Regions from separate parts of the Mus musculus genome. Here all the other regions are linked to region 2. The links are chromatin contacts, called in public Hi-C and promoter capture Hi-C maps. All regions are on one chromosome and are shown on one strand. The core of a region is the stretch at or near the end of the contact, and the rest is flanking DNA. Distances in the headings are between cores, read along the strand shown.

Region 1 (3,181 bases), core at 541-3,040, 3.6 Mb after region 2:
AATAAATGGACAAAGACATCTGAAGATATCCCATTGTGTCTATGTTTGTTAGTGTGAGAATCCAAGATGGTCTCTGCCTACCAAGACTGTGTGGGCTAGCCTCTAAGAGTAACTTTTTCAAGGATTAAGTACCTCCCATGTACCAGGCTCTGTGCCCAGCAACCTTCCTCAAATTTCAAAGTAACTGATCCCATGAGAGAGTAAACCCAAAGGAGTTAGAGTAGAAGAATCTGGATTTGCCTCCGGGCTTGTCTCCAAAGTCTGCCCTCATCAGCACCTTCCCAGGCTGGGGATGTAGCATGCCAAGCTGGCTACGAGCCCCCAAGCAGGTGTCTTCTTCTGGGGAACGGTGAGATATGACGCTGATGAGATGGATCAGAAGGGGTCTGCCTGCTCTTGCCAGGCTGGCCTGCTGGTTGCCTTCTCCTCTGGCTCCAGTGCAGCATTCCTAACCTTTGGTTCTCTTCCCCTGCCAGGGCCAGACAATATGCCAAACAGATATTGCTTGCACAGTGGGTGAAACAAACTCCGGCCTCCCAGGAGGTGAAGTCTGCCGGACTGAGGAGGGGCCTGGGAAGAGGGTGTAACAGGCCCAAGGAGGGCTGTAGTGACACTCTACCAAGGAGGGAGTAAGGGTGTGCCTGGGGCTGGCAGTGCTCCTGAGATGGCTTCAGAGGCGCTTTCACCAGAGGCACTGGTGACTCACCGGCTTCTCCCACACCCAGTCCCCTAGTAGGTGGTGTTGCTCCGTTTGTTGAATGAATGTTAAGATTCACTAGGAAAATTCTTAAGGACTAGTTGCAGTAGGAAGAGGCCAGAGGTCTGGGTGAACTATCCTCAGCTAGGGGCTCTAACCAAATCAGTGCACCAGGAACCCGGCAGCAGAGAAAAGTCTCCCTCTCCACGTCATCCAGCCAGGCTAGTCCAGCTACAGTAGCATCACACAGCCTTTGAGTACACACCCCCTAGGGAGCGAAGACCAAAGAAGCATTTGCTGGACAGTTCCACCTGGGCAGGATCACCTCATCAGTCTGCTCACCAATAGACACTTTCCCCGTGGTCCTTCAGTTCCCCAAGTTCCCCAAGTTTCGTATCCCCAGGGGCCCAGAGAGAAACTAGGAGTGGAAGAAGCAGCCGTGCACGAGCGGACTCGACTAATTGCTGAGGCCCACAAACGCGCAGCCCGAGATGGAGAAGCTCAGAGAGCTGAGGGCAGCTGCACCCACTGGGGTAGCACCCCTGTAAGACCCAGCGCGGATCCAGGGAAAAAGCGGCCCGGATGATGGTGTCACCCGGGCATCAGGAAGCACTTACGTTCGCTGCCATGGTGGGCTTGGTTCGCTGCCGCCGTCTTGCTCTATTCCGCTAGGAATTGGGCTGACGACCGGAACGCAGAATACGGTGACCTCCTGTCTGCCACAGAGCTGCAAGACTTCTCGTGGAATCCAGGACCTGGCGGGACGCAGGACAAAAGTTACCGCCCTGCCTAAGCCTCAAGTTGTCTGCGCGTGCGCATCTTAAGGGCTGCTGGGAAATGTAGTCCGACGTCTGACACGTTCGCCACAAAATTACAAACCACTGTATTTCACTGGTGCGCGTGCGCGCTGCAAGATTTCTGGGAAATGTAGTATCGGTCTAGTTGGAGAGGCGCAAGGGCTGCTGGTCAGTGTAGTTTTCGACTGAGAAGCGGTTCTGGTGCTTAGGACGCGCGGAGGCAGGCGCGCGGCGGGCAGGCCTGGAGGGGGCGGGTCTGTGCGGGCCTCAGTGCCACCCGCCAGGCCTGAGAAGCGGCGAGGGAGGTCACGGCGAGAAGGTGTATCCGCTCCAGCCGCGCCCGCTGCCTCTGCGAGCTGCAGAGGACTGTCGGGAACAACCATGTCCTACTGCCGGCAGGAAGGTGAGTCGGGCGCTGCCATGGAGACCGGCCGGGACGGGCCTGCGAGAGACACGCGATCAAGTGGTCTCCACCGAGCGGCTGTGGGCCCTTTAGTGGGCCTCACGCGGCGGTTTCCAGACGAGAGAGGCAGAGGCTCCGTGAGGAACGAGGCCGGTCCAAGGTCAAGGTGAAGCCCGAACCCGGGCCTCGGAGGGCCTCACGTGGGCCTGGCCAGTGTGGAGCACGTTGTCTCTGGCTGGGAATCGGGGACTGTTAGGAATTAGACACCGTCGCTCCTAGCACTCCCCACGTGGTTCTATCCCGCCCAGGCTTTTTAGCTATCCCGAAAAATTACCGCTTGGGCTAGAGTGGGCGTGCTGAAGTGCATCTGGCAGGAGCATTTAGTGAGCGCCTTCTGTGTACTAGGCACGCTTTTAAACTTAACGTAGCCATTTTTATATGTCGGGTTCCCTTACTGTCCACGTCTTATCAAACGGAAAATTAAGACAGGTTACTCGATCCAGGAACCCACATCAGGTCACGAAACCGGGACCCGCTATGAAAGAGCTTCCTTTCTTCCGTCATTTCTAGCCACGTTGAGGACCACTCACTACCTGTTGTTACCTGTAAGCAGCAACCCAGAAGAATCCAGACCAATCTGTTGCTCTAAGGTCTCCCAGCACTGACTGGCTTCTTATGTCTGAGCTGCCAAACCCGCCAGGCCCTAGTTTCCACTCCTGTAAATTGAGAGATCAGGCGTCATTTACTCTGGTATTCACGAAGCACGTGCCCAAGGCAGGAAAGAGTTGGAGGGCTCTTGAGAATACAAAGCTACAGAGAGACTTGGTTCACCCAGAATTCTCAGCTCCTTTACTCTTAAGTCTAGAGAACATGAGGTACAAAGGAGGAAGTGATCCACCCAAGGCCATACATCCAGTTAGAAGGCCCCAGTCCGCTGTAGAACCCCCTCCTTCCCAGCATCATCATTGGTGCCTCTCCCGAGGACTGTTTCTGTTGGTTAGCACTTGGTGTTCCGCATACGAAAGTCCTTGACCCAGCACTGTTAGGCGGATTCCTAGGATGACTTTTGTTTCCTCCAACCTAGTTGGTAGGTTGATGACGAGTCTTTGAGTTAAGGAGGCTATGCAGATAAACATTTCTACCCCTCTTGATGGATTTACAGACCTCGGGTTTTTCAGGAAGGAGGATGGGTCCATCAGCTGCTAATGCAACATAGAGCCCGTCTTCTTCCTGGTTCAAAAGGTGTGTGTGTATGTGTTTAGTGGTTCTCCGTTTTTGAGACAG
Region 2 (3,527 bases), core at 198-2,697:
CCAGCCACACTTAGTTGTCTGTGCACGTGACATGTTTTAGTGTCGCCACTGATTTTAATTTTAAAGCATTATAATTTTTTTCAAATGTGGCTGGCAGCATACATAGTATGAATACCTCACAAGTCCACTAACTTAAAATCCAACTATCTAAACTCTGGAATCCCACCTCAAAACAGGGGCTCATTAGTAAGACAAGCAAGACCTGTTACCTACTCTCAGAAAATAAACACCTGGTTTGCCTTTATGTATTTGTCCCAACTCAGTACCACAATCAAGTGGCTAACACTGGGTTGAAAGGGAGTCTTGTACGGATAGTAATATATAAGTTTCTACCGTCGTCATACCTGAAGTAGGGGCTGATTGCAGCAAGAACGTTTCTATGACAGGAAAATGTTTTCCCGTGATCCACTTCCACTACAATGTCTGTCAACTGTCCTTCATCGTACATTGTTTTGAGTTGCTTAAGAATACTGCAAGCATGGAAAGGATCCATGGTATCGTTGGCTGTGTCTGAAGATGGAATCCCATTCGGTGTTGGGGAAGACTTACTTAAATCTAGGAGAAAAATCGCACAACCACAAGAAGTTCGAAGCCAGTTTACGGCATCGTGGGTTTTTTTCCCCCCCACCCCGTACACAAACGTCCGTGTGTGGGCACAGGAGCGCCGACACAGGCTCTAGGAGCCGAGAGCTCAACAAGGGCGAACAAGTTCCCAGGCCGGCGCGCTCCTCCGGAGCCCGGCGAGCCCGGACCGCCGCGCTCGCGGAGGGAGCGTGTGAGGCGAGCCAGCCGAGCCGGCAGCGGCGGCGATGCGCGGGGACTCGGCTCCGGGTCGAGCGCGGGACGGAAGGCTCCCGAGGGCAGCGCGATCGAGGGCGACTGCCAGGGCACCCCTCAACCGCCTCGCGGGCGGCCGGTACCCAGACGCCCCATCTTCGCGGGCGCGCCGCCCACCGCCCTCCTCCCCATTCATCCTCGCCTCCGCGCCCGCCGTCTCTCCATCCTTCCCTCCCGCCTTAAGGCCGCCGCTTCAGGTTGTGGCCGGCGCCCGCGCTCCTGCTTCCCTCCTCCGACACTGCGGGCGGCCGCACCACGCCACCCACCTGCCGACGCGGCCATTACTACAGGGGCCCCGGCTCCGGTTATTTAAAGAGGAAATGTCATTGCGTTTCGCTCGCTCCCGGGTTCCGGCTCTGCTAAGCGTTGCCTAGCCAATGAGGGTGGCTGACCGAGTCGGCTCCTCCCCGAGCCTCAAAATACCTGGCTCTGATTGGTCAGTGCGCGATTACCAGCGCGTCGGGAAATGTAGTTTTAAGGCCCCCGTTCCCGCGTGCTCCTAGTCGGACAGAGGCCCAAGCCGAGCATTTCTATTGGCTAGCTGGGCGGAGGAGCGCCCCGAGCCCGCCAGCCTGTGCCTTGAGATGCACAGCGCCCGCTGGGAAATGTAGTCATCTGGCTGAGGCGAACTGTCACTCTGAGGAGTGAGGTAGGAAAAGCTCTTATTGAGCAAATTTCCCCGGCAAGGGCCTCTCTCCTAGTCTCGACTCCACTTTAAAAATAATTGTCTTCATACCCCAAATTCCCTATCCGTGACTAGATTCTGGTATGAAAACGCGCTCTGCACGAGGGCTATGAAACTCCGAAAAGTTGGAAATGGTCAGGAGGGCTGTTATCCAAAAATACAAAGGATATAAGACAACCCCCCCCCCCCCAACACACACACACACACCATCGATAGGTCTCTGATGAGTCACCTGTAACGCCCACTTGAAATTGCATCCCCTTAGCCACATGCCCCGCTTTTCACAGATCAACTGGGTCTGGTTACATGGCCACTCAGGACCTGAATCCACTTGGCTTGCATTTCTAGCACACCAGGAAACACCTGTCACACCGAAGAGCGCTCGAGTACTCAAGGGAGACTCGGATAATTGATTTCCCCTGGGCTTCTTGAACGTGAAGAGGGCCTCCGGCTTTCCTGTGAAGAGATGCTGGAGAGAGGCTGAGCCTGGCGCTCCTCTGGACCGTGCTCAACCCTGGCTCTTGCACAAGCTCTTCCAGCCCTTGAACCTCTCTTATAACAGCGAGCACTCGGCATTCAGTCTACTTCATAGTTTTTTGCAAGAAAGCAGGGGTTTTATTGTTGACCTATTTTTTTTTCTTCTCCTATTGTGTGTGTGTGTGTGTGTGTGTGTCTGTCTGTCTGTCTGTCTGTCTGAGTCTCTGTGTGTGTGCATTTGTATCTGTGGTTTGGTGTTTTGTTTTGTTTTGTTTTGTTTGCACGAGTGGATGTACATGTTGGGGGGCGGTGCAGGTGCACGTGGAGGCCGGAGATTGGTGTCAGAAATCCTACAACGCTGCTTTTCTACCTTATACAGTGAAGCATGGTCTCTCAATCGAAACCCAGAGATATTAACTCTCTCTCTCTCTCTCTCTCTCTCTCTCTCTCTCTCTCTCTCTCTCTCTCTCTCTCTCGGCATGGCAAGCACTTTAATCACGGAGCCATCTCCCCAGCCACCTTGTTATCTATTCTGATTTCCTCATCCTGTTTCTGGCATCTAACAGGATGCTCTGACAAGTTGTAGAAACTTAAAAGATGAATGGAAAGCGAAGTGAACAAATACTTGCAGATACCCCTTTATCAGTGAATGGGAAGGAAGCTTCAGTAGAGACTTAGTTCACAGTAGTAACTTTCCTAGCATTAGGTCAAGCAGTTGAATATTTTATTATTTTTTATTTATGTATTTAGTATATTGCTGTAAATTGAACCACAGGCACCATGCATGCACACTACCAGCTCCCAGGGAGCCTCATCACCAACTCCAGGTGACCTTGTTAAAGGGGTCTTGAAATTTTACCTGTGACTGATAGAGTGGGAATGATTTAAAGTAGTTCTATTCCCTAGGTACGTTAGAAATTTAAACAAAGTTCCAAGTGCTGTGCCACTAGGCAAATTAATAAGATGTGGTGCTTCCTGGGGATCGGGGCTTAAGAGCCTCACTCACAGTCCTTGCTAATGAAACATTAAAGGCTTGCTTATCAGCATAGTCTTTACATGATAAATTTGACTTCATGTTTGTTACTTCTAACTTTGGATTTGCATTTTTCATGTATTCAATAATTTAGTAAAAACATTCTGCTCACAATATTGAGGGCATTAAGAAAAATGGCATTATCAGTATAAATTTAGCAATTAAAACAGAAAGCATGCATTTTGGGAGAAAGTCCTATTGGTTGTTTAACTGAAGTTCAAATTTAATCAACAACTTTTTCAATGCTGTTAAAGCTCTTTAAGAGACTCTTGGCTAATTTTCTTTCATTCTTGCTTTTAAAACTCAATTTTCTATTTAATTCTGTACTAATTAAATAATGTAATTGTCTTTGTTGCTAAATTAAGCAAACGAAAGCTTCCTTATCCTTTAATGGTCAAAGATTTGTCAATTTGGGAATGGGGCAGACTACAAAGTACAGAAACTAAATCTAAATGTAAGAAATAAAAATTTGTAAGCTTGCCATTTGCATGAATA
Region 3 (3,456 bases), core at 556-3,055, 3.2 Mb after region 2:
CATGGTGGCATACGACCATCCACATATTAAGTCCAGTTCCACACCAGGCATACATGTATTGCATATACAAAGGGAAAACAATTATACACAAAATTTAAAATCTTTAAAAAATGTTTTTAATGATTCCTTTTTGGTTTTTAGTGTGCATTTGTTGTTGTTGTTGTTGTTGTTGTGTGTGTGTGTGTGAGAGAGAGAGAGAGAGAGAGAGAGAGAGAGATCTCCTGGAACTGAACCTACAGTTTAGAGCCACCATGTGGGTGCTGGAAATAAACCATGGTCGTCTGAAAGAGCTGCCAGTGCTCTTAACCTATCTCTCCAGCCCCAAAAACCTTTTTTTGTTTGTTTGTTTGTTTGTTTGTTTTTAAATAACTGAGTTCAGTAATTTCTATTTGAAAGAAATCCACTTAAAGGTACTATTGGCAGGGATGTTAACAATGTAAAGGAGTTTCATTCCAGGACCCAATATTTAAAATTCTGAAGAAGAAGGAGGAGGAGGAGGAGGAGGAGGAGGAGGAAGAGGAGGATTTTAACTTTGTAAATGTATCAATTACCTAGCTATATATCTTTCTATTCTACAACTACATCTGAATCACAAAATGACCAATCAATTCCGGGACTTCGTTTGTGTTATAATTATTAAAAACATTATCCTCCAGACAAGTTAACTTTGGTTTGGTTTTTAAAGACAGGGTCTCACTGTGTAGCTCTGGCTATACTGGAACTATGTAGCTCAGGCTGGCCTCTGACTTACAGTGGCCTCTGTCCACTTGTCTCTGACACTTATGTGCTAAAGTTAAGCGCATGCGCATATACTTCCTGATTAATTCAGTTTGCAAGCACTGAATCCAAGCAAACATGATTACTAAGACCAATTTTTCTATATTAAAAAACAAATTCCAACAAAAAATTTGATACATTAGATGTTTTGAACAATCAGAAAAGGCACCATTTTGCAGTCAATCAAACTGAGCCTGGCTTCTCACACAACAAATCTGTGTGTACATTGAGGAAAACGGGATTCACCTTTGGGTGTCAACTTCATTATCCATTAAGAGTGACAATTAATACCACCTACACTCAAAAGCACTTCTGAGGACTCGATGGCAGCACACATATGAAGCACGGACACAAAATGTGTACAGTGTTTACAAGTTTTCTGCTGAGAGTGGTTAAGTTAGCAAAACTCCTTACATCCTGTCAGACCTTACTGGCCCGGGTACCCCATCCCACAAGGCACTAGCTAACTTGTCTGGATCCTGCTGGGGGGGACCCTGGGAGCCCTGGGAAGACAAATCATATCCCAGTGCTCGAGAAGGGCTTTGGACTAGTGGAGAACCCAGGAAGGGCTCGTCCTCCAAGTCCCTGCGGACAGAGAGCCGGCTGTGGCGGCGGCTGACCCGCAGGATGCGCCCTGAGATCCCTGGGAGGATGGCGTCCGAGACCCGCCTGGGTTCGAGGGGAACGGAGCCCAGGCGCCTGGCGGAGCCGAGTTCAGGATCCTGTGAGTAAGGAAGCTGAGGAGGGTCTCTGCGGGGAAAGGGTCGGTCAGGATCCTTGTCAGATGGGCAGTCCAGGCCCCTGACTTGCGTGGGACAACAACTAGGTCACCATTCTCGACTGAGACAGGCGGAGGGAACGCGGAGCACGGAGCTAAGCCACACTTGTACTCACCGAGGAGGCTGTAACGTCCAAAGGCTTTTTCTTTCGGTCCATCGTCCCGCCAAGGCGTCCAGTCCCAAGACGCAGCCTCCCTGTGGCCTCAGTCAGACCCTACGAGTCCGCCACCCCCACCCGGCAGCAGAACCGGAAGTGTCTTTGATAGGGACGCTGAGTTTGCGTCATTTTGCGACTTGGATTTACGACCTCGGCGCCATCTTGAAAGCGTCAGTATGAGGTCCCTAGTCGCTACGTCGTCATTTTGAGAAGGTCAGAGGGTTGGAATTGATCGCAATTGGCCATCTTGAAGAGAGCAGAAAGTGAGGTGAAAATGACTAGTATTGTCGCCGTCTAGAGAAGGAAGGAAGATAGCTTTCATTGCAACACACACTATATTGACTGGAGAGTCTTAGATGATGGAAAAGAATAGCAGCGTATGAAGAGAGCTAAGTAAACTCCTGTCTCCAACATGAAAACAAAAGGAATTTAATGAAACTGGTAGTGGTGGGAATTATTGTTTAAGAATGGGCTATGAGAAACACTCGTTTTATGTTGGTTTTTTTTTTTTGGTGTTTTGTGATTTGTTTTGTTGGTTTTGTTTGTTGTTTTGCTTTTTAGGCTTTTTTTTTTTTTTTTTTTGAGATGGGGTCTTACTGTACAGCCACCTGGCCTCAAACTCTCTATGTAGACTTGGCTAGCCTCAAATTTGCAACAGCCCTCCTGCCTCTGCCCCCTAAATGCTAGGATTACATGTGTGAGCCACTATGCCCAACAGAATATTTGAATTTTAACTATTCATTCATACATTCATTTGGGGGTCACTGGGTACTCCTGGCTGCCTGGAACTTGCTTTGTAGACCATGCTAGCCTTGTACTCAAAGATACCTGCTTACCTCTTCCTCCCTTATGCTGGGATTGAAGCTGTGTGCCACCACAACCAGCCCCCAGAATACTCTAATTTTGAAATTACTATTTGAATTGCTAAAGAATTAAAAGAATTTTGACCTGGGATTTAGGACAAAATTTCCAACAATTTCTGAAATGGCCCTAAACATGAATTTGCTGTATCTTTGCAAAGCAGTGTTCTCCACATTGATGATGATAAAGTCAAAACAATCAACTCTGAAAAGCACTGAAGATGCTCTGTGACCTACAGTATCAAATGTTTAGCCAATATTTAATTCCTTTTGTTGAAACAAGCACATTCATGTCATTAGGATACAAATTGTTTTTCATCTTTAATAAATGGTGAATATATATATATATATATATATATATATATATACATATACATATGTGTGTGTGTGTGTGTGCGCCAAATTGTTTTAAAGTAATTTTTAAAGTATCCATATATACCTCAAGTCATGAAAATAATACTGGGTAAAAAGAAGTTGTAAGTGAAATAATTTTAAGATATCCTCCCCCCCCCCCGCCCCCTGCAGTTGGGAGGCAGATGCAGGCGAATTTCTGAGTTCAAGGCCAGCCTGATCTACAGCATAAGTTCCAGGACAGCCAGGGCTACACAGAGAAACCCTGTCTCAAAAAATCAGAAAAAAAAAGAAAGAAAGAAAGAAAGAAAGAAAGAAAGAAAGAAAGGAAGGAAGAAAGATATCCTTCCCTAGAAGACTGTATGGCATTATTACAGTCTTACTTTGTCTGTAGAATGCCTGTGGGGAATCTGTAGTTATCTCCTGATTGGCTATGTTAGCTTACACCATAGAAGTTCTCACAGAGTGGCACCCCACTAATGAGAAACCTCCCAAGACAAAGGCATTACTAGAAAAGGATAGGATATAGCTC
Region 4 (3,263 bases), core at 188-2,687, 4.7 Mb after region 2:
GGACCTCTGACTCCTCTGGTATTGTTGAACGAGTAGACTGAGAAAAATAAAGTCCTGACTCAACTCTGAGAAGAGGTCACTTCCAATGTAAGCATCTTAACAAAGGTTTGTACCCTCCCCACGGATAGCTGCGATTGTGCATGCCACTTGGCTGTAGGAACCCAGAGCTTCATATCTAAGTACCTGAAAGGGACTTCAAAACAAACACGGGAGTGTTTTTGCCTTATTCTCATTTAGATCAGGGCGCGTAACGCCTCCACCCCGACCTCCGCAAACCCTGCCCAAACAAGCGACAGTTTGGCCCTTGGGTCCAGACCCCGCCGGGTCCCGCCCGCCCCGGCAGGTCCGCGTCTCCAGCTTACCGGGGAAATCACACTTGTAAGGCCGCTCGGGCTCGAAGTGGCTGCGCTGGTGGGAGTTGAGCTTGGCGTGTGTGGGGAAGCGCTCGGCGCACACCTCGCACTTGAACAAGCTCTCCTGCTCGTGGCCCTTCATGTGCGCCTTGAGGTTGTAGACGGTGGTGAACTTCTTGCCGCAGCCGCCCACCGGGCAGCTAAAGGGACGCAGCTTGTCATGCGACTGCAGGTGCCGTTTGAGCTTGTAGGAGGTGGTGAAGGCCCAGCCGCAGCCATCCAGCGGGCACTTGAAGGGCCGCCGGCCCTGGAGGCTGCCGTGCGTCAGCAGGTGCACCTTCAACTGGTGCTTCTTGGCGAAGCTCAGCGCGCACTGCGGCTCCGGACAGCGGTAGGCCGGGGAGCCAGCGCTAGCGGCCACCGGCCCGCGGCGGGACGCAGCAGCGCTCGAGGGCTCCAGGCCCGGGGTGGTCGCGGGATGCAGGCTCGGGGCGGCTGGCGCGGGCGCCGCAGCCAGCGTGAAGACGCCGCGGTCGAAGCGCACCAGGAGGTCCTGGTTGTGGATGGTGACCGTGCCTGCCAGAGCTGCGCCGGGGGCGGCGGCCGGGACCTGTTCCGTGGGGCTCGCGCCCGAATCGGGCTCGGCCTCCTCCTGACCATGGGTGTCGGCCGCGCGCGGCACTTCCAGCAGTACCACGAAGGAGTCGCCGCCGTCCTCCGGGGGCGGCGGGCTGGGCCCCGGGGCCTCCTCTGGACGCGGCCCGGGCCCGCCATCTTCCGGGCCCCTCAGCAGCAGCAGGCGACGGCGCCCGGGACCGGCACCGAGGGACGGCCCCGCGCCGCGGCGAAGTCGGCTCGGGCCACCGCCATGTTGGTCTCCGCGCGTGGCCGGGGCGGCCAGCACCGCCGGGAGGTCCATCTTAGGCCCAGCTGAGGCGTCCGAACCGCAGCCACCGGAGAAGAGCTGCCCAGCCCTGCCAGGCATGCGCGCGACACCTAGGGTCCGCCCCCCGGGAGCCTCTGTCAAAGCTGAGCTTAGACTACAGCCCAGAGTCGCATCTCGAGCTGCGCGTGCGCAGGAGCCGTGGGCGTGGGCGTGGCGCGCGAGGGCTGTCGGGACTGTAGTCACGAGGAAGCCCAGGGGCTGGAGCAGGGGCGGAGCCTCCAACTTGTCTTGTGCTTGGAGTCCCAACTTGGAAAAAGAGGGTCTTCAGATTTGGGCTCCTACTTTTGCATCTGGGTAGCGCAAAGGAATGAAAACTGATTGCGTTTCTTAAGAGTTCCTGTGCCCTCTGTACTTTGAAAATACGAGCTAATTCAACCTGTGATTGCCAAGTGTAAGGAAACAAGTCAAGTTTACCTGTGGCCACATGATCCAGAACTGACACTCAGGCTTTGAACCTCTCCACTTTGCTTGTCATCTCTCTATGACCTCGCCGAAGAGCGCGTCTATCTGCTGCTACTGTGCCACCGACCTGATTTGCCCTGTAGCAGGTCCTGATGGGATCCCTACCTAAACCACTAAAGACATTCCGTGTTTCCTTGATATATGTCTGCCTTCTAAGTTGCTGGTTGTTCCCTGAATTCCACAATCCCCCTTGTCTCATACGGATTCATCTGGAATCACACCACTCCTGTCATCACCACTCAAATTCAAACTTATTTCACTCCTAGGTTCTCAAATAGCTAAGGAACCTGTCTTCCGCTCCACCTTTACCCAACTGTCTCCCCGCCCCCACCCATTCCAGTCCTTTCTGCCTCCAGCCTGTTTTCTGTAGGTCAGGCTTTAGTCTTCTGAAAGTTCAAATACTATTAAAACTTTGCCAACCTGCCATTTGCACCTACACTGGTTTACCCCCATTTCCCACCAATTTGCCCCTTAAAATGCAAGGGTATCTCCCTCCCCCTGTGTCTCCCTGAAGAGGGATGGAAATATGTCTACACAAAAACTACTTGCATGCTTATAGTAATCTTTGTTACAACAACTCGCCAGGGGAAACAATGCAAGTGTTCATTGTCAGATGAATATATATTCATACAGTGGAATATTTTTGAGCAATTACAGAGTTTTGCAAGTTATGTCATGACCAAACCTATGAAAAATATTTCAGCCACAAAAGAGAATGTGCTATAATGCCATTTATATGAAATGTCTAGAAGAGCTAAGTTATACAGACAGTAGATTAGTGGGAGATGGGGAATTAGGGCTAGCCTCTAATAGGGATGGGTTCTCCAAGGAGCAAAAGTTTTTGGCATTAAAAGTGTTGATTGAACAGCACATCTGATATACAAAAGCTACTGACAACAAATGACAGCAATGACACGTCTGTATGCTTCTATTAAAAATACATTTAAAAAATGAGCACAGAAATAGCACATCTGTTTGTGAAAAACCTTACCTGTCTGTATATGTGCTTATGCACTCTGTGATGGTTTGGATATGCTCGAGCCAGGAAGTGGCACTATTAGAAGGTATTGGAGTAGGTGTGTCACTGTGGGTGTGGGCTATAAGACCCTCCTCCTAGCTGCCTGGAAGTCAGTATTCTGCTAGCAGTCTTCAGATGAAGATGTAGAACTCTCTGCTCCACCTGTACCATGCCTGCCTGGATGCTGCCATGTTCCTGCCTTGTTGATAATAGACTGAAGCTCTGAACCCGTAAGCCAGCTCCAATCAAATGTTGTCCTTATAAGAGTTGCCTTGGTCATAGTGTCTGTTTACAGCAGTAAAGACCTAACTAAGACAGAAATTGGTACCAGGGCCTGGGGTGTTACTGTGATAGGTGTTGCCATGGTTTTGTTTGGAAGAATGTGGATTTGGGGACTTTGGATTTGGAAAGCCGTGTAATGCTTTAAATGGAGTTTAATGAGCTATCCTAGTAGGAATAGGGAAGATGTTGTTGCTGTGAGTGA

Evidence for each region. Promoter capture Hi-C pulls out the DNA fragments that hold promoters and counts their contacts. A called contact is a pair of places that touch in the nucleus more often than the background predicts.
Region 1: a contact with region 2 is called in a Hi-C map of muscle stem cells, with 10 times the contacts expected there. The contact joins the promoter of Chchd4 here to the promoter of Kbtbd8os in region 2. A contact is called at or near these places in 1 of 39 promoter capture datasets (pre-B cells) and 1 of 484 Hi-C or Micro-C datasets (muscle stem cells).
Region 3: a promoter capture Hi-C map of pre-B cells shows a contact between it and region 2. The contact joins the promoter of Ccdc174 here to the promoter of Kbtbd8os in region 2. A contact is called at or near these places in 1 of 39 promoter capture datasets (pre-B cells) and 1 of 484 Hi-C or Micro-C datasets (CD4 T cells).
Region 4: a contact with region 2 is called in a Hi-C map of rod photoreceptor, with 6 times the contacts expected there. The contact joins the promoter of Zxdc here to the promoter of Kbtbd8os in region 2. A contact is called at or near these places in 1 of 39 promoter capture datasets (pre-B cells) and 1 of 484 Hi-C or Micro-C datasets (rod photoreceptor).

Annotation. Positions count from the first base shown.
Region 1 is chr6:91,472,032-91,475,212 of GRCm38.p6, reverse strand. Chchd4 (coiled-coil-helix-coiled-coil-helix domain containing 4) reads left to right here and starts at 1,790. Exons shown (of 3, transcript NM_133928.2): 1 at 1,790-1,897. The coding sequence starts at 1,876. It overlaps Tmem43 (transmembrane protein 43), which reads right to left and starts at 1,506. Exons shown (of 12, transcript NM_028766.3): 1 at 1,315-1,506. The coding sequence starts at 1,326.
Region 2 is chr6:95,115,551-95,119,077 of GRCm38.p6, reverse strand. It overlaps Kbtbd8os (kelch repeat and BTB (POZ) domain containing 8, opposite strand), which reads left to right and starts at 1,447. Exons shown (of 2, transcript NR_153843.1): 1 at 1,447-1,486. It overlaps Kbtbd8 (kelch repeat and BTB (POZ) domain containing 8), which reads right to left and starts at 1,198. Exons shown (of 4, transcript NM_001008785.5): 1 at 1,104-1,198; 2 at 345-555. The coding sequence starts at 1,119.
Region 3 is chr6:91,876,402-91,879,857 of GRCm38.p6, reverse strand. It overlaps Ccdc174 (coiled-coil domain containing 174), which reads right to left and starts at 1,805. Exons shown (of 11, transcript NM_172730.2): 1 at 1,672-1,805. The coding sequence starts at 1,713.
Region 4 is chr6:90,367,668-90,370,930 of GRCm38.p6, reverse strand. It overlaps Zxdc (ZXD family zinc finger C), which reads right to left and starts at 1,437. Exons shown (of 10, transcript NM_173002.3): 1 at 363-1,437. The coding sequence starts at 1,272.